Linked DNA regions of Triticum aestivum: region 1 is linked to region 2. A link is a contact called in public Hi-C data. All regions are on one chromosome and are shown on one strand. The core of a region is the stretch at or near the end of the contact, and the rest is flanking DNA. Distances in the headings are between cores, read along the strand shown.

Region 1 (4,295 bases), core at 259-2,758, 600 kb after region 2:
AGAACTATGTAGACATGACCGAGACACCTCTTCGGTCAATAACCAATAACGGAACCTGGATGCCCATATTGGTTCCTACATATTCTACGAAGATCTTTATCGGTCGAACCGTTATGACAACATACGTAATTCCCTTTGTCCATCCGTATGTTACTTGCCCGAGATTCGATTGTCGGTATCTTCATACCTAGTTCAATCTTGTTATCGGCAAGTCTCTTTACTCGTTCCGTAATACATCATCTTGCAACTAACTCCTTAGTCATTTTGCTTGCAAGGCTTCTTATGATGTGTATTACCGAGAGGGCCCAGAGATACCTCTCCGATACTCGGAGTGACAAATCCTAATCTCGATCTATGGCAACTCAACAAACACCTTCGGAGATACCTGTAGAGCATCTTTATGATCACACAGTTACGTTGTGATGTTTGATAGCACACAAGGTATTCCTCCGATATCCGGGAGTTGCATAATCTCATAGTCGAAGGAATATGTATTTCTCATCAAGAAAGCAATAGCAATAAACTGAACGATCAATATGCTAAGCTAAGAGATGGGTCTGGTCCATCACATCAAGAAAGCTACTACCATTAAGGCTCTTACTTATGTCCCTCCTATTAAGTTGCATGATGATTCGTGTGTCGCTAAATCCATCCTTGACTGACCTCTATGCTAGAGGAAAATAGGCCGTTGAAAGCCCAATTTGAGAATGGTCTTGTATCTTTCATTCAAGGCTAAAATGAGAATTGTGTTTGACCCCTCTTCTTGGAAGAAAATGAACAAGAAGAGAACAAAAAGAAGAAAATCGGTCCAACTCCTACGCCCCAACAAGAGATAGTCTTTTGCCGGTTATGATCCGCATTTCGGTCAATTCCATGTGATCGTCTTTAAGAGGAGCAATCTCAAATTTGTGTTTGCTTGGCATGTTGAAGACAACCTTTACATGGTTGATTTCTCAAAAGAGGAAACTCATCTTACAATATGTCTAATGGCCAAAGCCAATGTGGGGTGGCTATGACACCGACGGCTAGCCCACGTTGACAGGAGAAATTTACAAGCTCTTAAAGGGGAACACATCCCAGGCCGGTGCATGCCCCGGTACGCTGCGTGGGCGATGCTCTCGGACGGCGCTTTAATGCCGGATCAAGTACGAGAGAAAAATATTCAGACCGGTGCGCGGACTGATGTGAGACTTTGTTGAATGATAAAACACGTCAAACCCTTATGATCCGGACGGATGGGAGGCTTGAGGGTCCGCGTTGAAGATGACCTCCTGACCCATCAGAGGCATTGCAGGTTGCAGCTGATGCGATTCTCTCCCGATGCTGAACCAACGGAAACTATTTCTAAACAGTGTCCCGGATTATTTTTTAAATTTCTTTTGGACAGTGTCAAGGATGGCGGCCGCCAACTTGCATGTAGGCTGGCGACGGAGGGGCCGGGCCAGCCTCCAGTATGGGGCTCAAAAGAAGGCAGGTGGGCAGGTGGATGAGGGAGGGGGCGTGGCCTTCACATGAAGTGTGGACCAGGCCAGCCAAGTGCATTCCCCCCTGAAACAATTTGCAGCTGCTGTGCCTGTCTCGTGCTCACCGCTGACATTGCCCGCTGCTTTCTTCCAATTCATTTCCGCCTCCTGCTCTTGTTTCTTTCTCTCTCTGTCTCTAGGGCTTATCTCTCTATATCTTAAGTATTTTTCTATGCACTACTCGAATAATGCAGAGACGCGCGCATGGGCCTCTTGTCTTTTAGGATGGGAGGCGAGATTCTATCTGCGATTTGGCTGTTAGTTTTTTGCCAATTGTGTTGTGTTCCAGATAAGGGCCAGGCCGATGAGAAAACAAGATAACTTAGCTGTCCCCTCCAAAGCCACTTGTTTGTCTCGGCTGGGTGAAAGCCTATCTATCTATCTGGCCTATGTGGTAAACTAATTGTGCAGGTGGCTAGCGGTTTCATTAACTTCTAAGTAGCTCGCTCCATCTCTCCCTTGTTAAAATTTACCCGAGTAGCACACACTGGCATTTTTTCTCGTAATAGTAAGAAGGAAATAATCGGTGCGTCCTCTGCTGAGCTCATTATCTCAGGTAGTAGCTCGCATGATAAACATTTGCATTTAGCACCTATGCACGTGTTTACACGTCATTTTACGTCTGTAAGAGAGAGAGAGAGAGAGGGGGGGGCGGAAACTGCGGACGTGGATCCTCTGACTTTGCAATCCCTGTCATACCCTGCCTTTGAGTCACTGACAGGTGGGCCCCATGCTTTGTGGGACCCGTGTGTCAGTGACTCAAAGGTAGGCTTGGCCACGGCAGGGGATCCTCGTCCGGAAACTGCTGGGAGGTGTGAGGTGTGGAGCAGCTGCATGATTTGGACGGAAGTGAAAGGGATAATTAGGCGCCGCTGATGGAGCACCTCGATTTTCTTGTGCGCTGACGGATTCTTTCTCTTTCTCTTGGCGGGAGTGCCGACGGGCAGTGAAGCAACCGACAACATCATCAGGAGATAAGCTGCCTTCTGTTGGGCGTTGGCCTTTGTCTGTCCATCCATGGAAGCGCGAGTTTTCCTTCTACACGCTCATAGTCAATGTAATTAAAAAAACGATCTAATAAAATAGAAATAGACTAAGCAATACATTTATACGTCAGCACACTAAAAAAACAGTAGAAGTAAATATCATTCTACAGTATAGAAGCCAGAAAAGTGTCCAATGGCATTAGTTTGAGGGGATAGCGTAATTTGGTGCGGGCTCCTATATATTCAACGTTATTACTGTATATAGTACTACTACCATGCGAAAAAAGTTTACTCTACTCTTATATTGTATAGTAGGAGTACTACTAGTTACTCTACTAGTACTACTAGTGCGGAGTATACTTAAACAAAAAGTACTCCGTAATAAAAATCTGGCACCACGTACCCGTCCTTATCTCACATGGCGCCATGCATATGCCGTGTCTTTCCGTGACTCTCGTTGTACCACTGCCGCTTAATTAAGCACGACGAGACGATCCGGCCGAGTCTCTCTTCTTCTTCTTTTGTCATGGCGCGTCGACAAGGGTTCCTCCAGCTCAACAGCAGATGGAGCCAACACACGTTGCAAATGGTGAATATAGTAGTATTGCTGCAACAACACATTATGCCATGATCACGCCGCCGTGGATGGCCGTGGAGGGTAGATCGGGCGGGAAAAGGCGTATGTACTCCTCGTCTGCACTGCACGTCCTCACCAAAAAACAAAAGGCACGCGATATTTCCTAACGCACATCTTTTTGTAATCTTCAGTTAACTATAATAATCTAGCTGTGTGTGTGTGTGGGGGGGGGGGGGGGGGGGGGGGGGGCTAGCTTTCACTCGGCCCGGTGCCCGCACCGCATGCAATGGATGCTCGATAAACACATGCGGCAGGATTTTGCTCATACTTGCAAGCTTCGGTTTCACATCACATCCACGCGATCGACCAGCTAGCTAACCTGAGCCAGGGGCGAACCTATCCGGCTGACCTGGCGGTGGTTAGCGTGCAGTACAAATGCAATATGTATGTAAGCTAGTAAAGTGTTTGGGCGATCAAGGCATGTGAAGACTGGCCGGCTGGAACAAGGAGATAGAAAACGTGGGCTCTTTCCGTCATCGTCGGTAGACGATATGATTAGGCTAGGCGCATATTTAGCCTGCCCGCGATTCAAATGGTTTGTTTAGGACAGGAAGGCCTTTTGACCAGGCGGGGGGTGGTTGGTGTTGGAGGAGGAGCCCCCCTGCTCTGCTGTGCCATTTGTTTTTCTTGTACGTCATCTCATCTCTACCTCCACGCATATGAAGATTGTTTTCCACAGGTGTGAACACTAATCACGGACGAGCTGATGGAGTCTTATAAATCTGCCCGCTCTGCTTTGTGCGTGGATCGGTTCGCGAATCACTTGTGTCACAGAACTTCCTAAACAATGCCTCGCGGTTTCCCTGTATTCTGACCAGAGCTGGGCTGGTTTCCCGGCCGGTCTGTCAAAGTCGTCTCGTTGGCTGCAGCACGCATGTTCTGACTTGACTTCCAACCATCGTCATAAGCTCAATTTTGGGACGACGAGATTCAACATTCAAGCGCTGGACAGCTACATACAGATACAGTATTAAGCGTAGACTTTCGGAGCCTATGATGCAGCTCACCGGAAGCACCATGGACATATGTACCATCGCTCACCTATTACGTTACAGTGTGCGTACTGCACTGCTAGTACTATGCCATCAGTGATCTCCAACAGTGTATCAGCGACCGATCATGGCAAGAGGGGGCGAGCAACAGCGTAAA
Region 2 (3,966 bases), core at 508-3,007:
GATCAAACTTTTGTCTAAAATATATTGAACAATTTCTTAGTATACAATCACCATTTTGAAAATACACATTGAACTTTAAAAAATATTAAACAATTTCTTAGTATACGATGAAAAAATTTATAATGCTGGTGAATGATTTTTAATGTATGCCGAATATTTTGTTAATGTACAGCGAGCATTTTCGTAGTACATGGTAATTTTTAAATACGCTGAACAATATCATAGTATAAGCTGAACATTATAAAAATACAGATCGAACTTTTGTCTAAAATATGTTGAACAATTTCTTAGTATACAATGACCATTTTCGAAATACACATTGAACATTAAAAAATATTGAACAATTTCTTAGTATACACTGAACATTTTTATAATGCTGGTGAACGTTTTTAATGTATGCTGAATTTTTTGTTAATATACAATGAGCATTTTTGTAATACATGGTGAATTTTTTGTAAAATACGCTGAACAATTTCATAGTATCAGCTGAACGTTATAAAAATACAGATCCAACTTTTGTCTAAAATATGTTGAACAATTTCTTAGTATACAGTGACCATTTTCAAAGTACACATTGAACTTTCAAAAATATTGAATAATTTCTTAGTATACGAGTGACATTTTTATAATGCCGATAAAGATTTTTTAATGTATGCTGAATATTTTGTTAATATACGGCGAGCATTTTCAAAGTACACATTGATTTTTTAGTAAAATATGCTGGAAAATTTCATAGTGTTGTTATAAAAATGCAGATCGAACTTTTGTCTAAAATATGTTGAACAATTTCTTAGTATACAATCATCATTTTCAAAATACACATTGAACTTTAAAAAATATTGAACAATTTCTTAGTACTATACGATGAACATTTTTATAATGCTGGTGAACATTTTTTAATGTATGATGAGTATTTTGTTAATATACAATGAGCATTTTCGTAATATGCGGTGAATTTTATGTAAAAAATGCTGAACAATTTCGTAGTATTAGCTGAACGTTATAAAAATACAGATCAAACTTTTGTCTAAAATATGTTGAACAATTTCTAAGTATACAAGCCATTTTCAAAATACACATTGAACTTTAAAAAATATTGAACAATTTCTTAGTATACGATGAACAATTTTATAATGCTAGTGACGTTTTTAATTTATGCTGAATATTTTGTTAATATACAACAAGCCTTTTCGTAATACATGGTGAATTTTTTATATAGGACAAAAAAAGTAGAGAAAAAATAAAGGAAAAGGGAAACAGAAAAAAATGAAATAGAAGCAACAACCAACCAAACATAAGTCAGTCCAACTGAGGCGTAGGGAGGAACGCTCTCTCAGTGATGCCACCAATATTTGCCACTTACGGGCGGCAAATATGATTGGTCGTCCCTGAGTAGTATGTTACCTTTCTCTATTTGTAAAAGGAAACGATTGGACTCAGCCGACGGATATTTCGATCACATCGATCGTCTTGTGTGTGTGCCACGTGCCGGTGGGCCCACAAACCGCTCTAGCGTAGTCATCATTATCCTCGCGTCGCGTGCGCCATGTGACAATGCATAGAGTTTTTGCAACTCGCTCCTTGTTGCAAACCTTTGACCACAACAAGAGGTCAGTTGCAGTTCCTGAGCAGCCACATATTCGTTTTCGTAGCCCAGACCCCAAGCACCATCCCGTCCTTCGCACCGCCGTTTCACGCTCCTGCCTCACCGGTGAGATCCCGTGCCTCGCCTCCTCTTCTTTTTCTCTTCCTCCTCCTTTTCCTCCTTCTCCCGCTTAACCTCGCAGCCCCCTCTGCCCCTTTGCAGGTCACGGCCATGGTTCCCACTTTGCCTGAGCTCGTGCAGAGAGGGCGGCGTCGCCGCCACTCGCCGGCCGGCGGCCACTTCCTCCACTGCGCTTCTTCTCCATCCAGCACCGACCTCCTCCATGTCGCCTCCGGCCATCACCGAGTGCCTCCCTGTTGCCATTGAAATGACGGTGTTGCAAATGGCAACAACAATGAAAGTGGTGTTGCTGCGACATCATCTCTCGTTGCAAAAAAATTGTAACATCATTCATGTTGCAAAAATCCTTAGCAACATCATCTCTCATTGCAAAAAAATAAAAAAAAATCTGCAACATCTTCTCTTAGTGCAAAAAAATTCTGCAACATCACCCATGTTGTAAAAGTCCTTCAGCAACATCATCTATATTATAAAAAGATGAAGATGAAAAACAAAATTCTGCAATAAGACATCTTCTAAGTGGTTCTCGCAACACGACTTCTGTTGCAAAAGTGAAGGAAGCGGCCGCAACATTGCACTAGATCTGACGGCTCATAACCCGGCCGATCTTTTAAAAAGATTCGCGGATGGATGCGTAGCACGCCTCATTAATTTCAAAATGTCCGGCCGTAGCTCTCGGGTCAAAGAGAGCGCTCATGGAGTTACTAGCTTTCAAACCCAACGAGGCGAGAGTGCAGCCATGCATGTAGTCACACGCACCAGTGGATTAAACTATCCGCCCACGGTACGTGATGGAGCCTAACCACTTGACCAAGTGTGCTTTTGATGCGCTGCAAGCTGGTTCCTTTTAATTAAAAATTAAATAATTTCGTTCTGGTAGTAGTAGGATACTGGTCATAGTGTACACACGCACGCATCTGCTGTCGACCGATCGATGGCCTGTGGCTGTGAAGTTTGACTAGTGTCCAAAGCTGCCAATGGCGTCGCAGGCCCATGCATGTGGCTTTGAAGTTTATCCGTCTAGCTCCGTTTTTGTTTTCCAAGTGGAGTAGCAGTAGCTAGTGTGTGCCCGAGCACATGTGGCCTGCTGTTTTGTCACACACCTTTGCGTGAACACCAAGAGGCACGCAGCGGATTAACAACTTGGGCAGCACTACTTGGCGATTAAATATCTCTCTGCATTGCTTCCTCATTCGGCAAGGGTTGAAGGAAAAATCGGGCTCAGATTTGTCGATTTCACAACTCCCACCTTGATGCAAGGAGTATAGATGTATATTAGGCGGCGATCTCGACTCTTGTGGTTTAATTTAACCCCAATCTATCAACTAATCGCATTTTCCGTTTTGCCTTCCCAAAAATTATGCAGTGAACAGTTGGGCTGAAGATACATACTCTCGCATACTCTCCTGCAGAGTAATGAGAAACCGACAGTACGAGTTTAAGCACCTCTCCAATTCCAGTTCTGGTGTAGAGATTCACGAGGCATAGTGTTGATCCCACCAGTGCCTTCCTTGATCCAGCTTTTTTCCAGCCCGCTTTCGAACCCCTTCAAATGGTTACTTTACATTTACACGAGAAATCCCTTATAATGTCGCTCTAAAAGTTTTTTTTTTGAAACAAGTCAAAAAGTACAGTTGTCTGCAATGGAGTATGATTGGTGCAACTTTAATTTTCCAACTCTTTTCCACGCTTTGGTAGGCAGACAAGTCTGTGCGACCTATAGCTTCAAACAGAACAGACCCTAATATTCGTGGAGCTGAGCACAGAATCTAGGCGAATACTCAAGAGATAATATGGCGGACTTATTGACTTTGACTAGCAGACATTTTTGTCCTGCCTGAAACAGCATTTGTGAAGCTGTCATCACACAGAATCTAGCTAGCAAGGTTCTAGCCTTATAGACGACGAGCACACTAGCACTAGATTTTACACTAAAATTCGTTTACAGTCTGATTACTTAACAAGCGATGAACACTTGGATCCTACGGCATGCAGTCTGTAGGTTTAGCAAACGTATGCTCGATTTCTTTACTTCGTCTTCCTAGCAAATCATAGGAGGCAGCTTCTCGCAAAAATAAAAATAGAATCATAGGAGGCAGTGTGTTGGTCTCACTCATGACTCATCCTCACATCCGCAGGAAACAAAAGCATTCCGTTTCAGAATTCGGAAACGACAAGGGCTTTCGTGCGAAATACCCATGCTGCTTTGCTACCAAGGAAAACGACCTCACACACGCCGA

Evidence for each region. A called contact is a pair of places that touch in the nucleus more often than the background predicts.
Region 1: a Hi-C map of leaf shows a contact between it and region 2, with 9 times the contacts expected there. The contact joins two enhancer-like sites. A contact is called at or near these places in 3 of 5 Hi-C or Micro-C datasets (leaf and an unstated tissue) and 1 of 1 datasets of contacts at active chromatin or transcription factors (leaf).

Annotation. Positions count from the first base shown.
Region 1 is chr3B:485,193,448-485,197,742 of IWGSC CS RefSeq v2.1, forward strand. No RefSeq gene overlaps it. Among protein-coding and RNA genes, the nearest start is that of LOC123070505, 8.1 kb to the right of the region's middle. Within about 2 kb of position 1,509, at least 5 of the 8 cell types and tissues checked have an H3K27ac peak or open chromatin away from gene starts, as enhancers often do.
Region 2 is chr3B:484,594,399-484,598,364 of IWGSC CS RefSeq v2.1, forward strand. No RefSeq gene overlaps it. Among protein-coding and RNA genes, the nearest start is that of LOC123065568, 20 kb to the left of the region's middle. Within about 2 kb of position 1,758, at least 1 of the 8 cell types and tissues checked has an H3K27ac peak or open chromatin away from gene starts, as enhancers often do.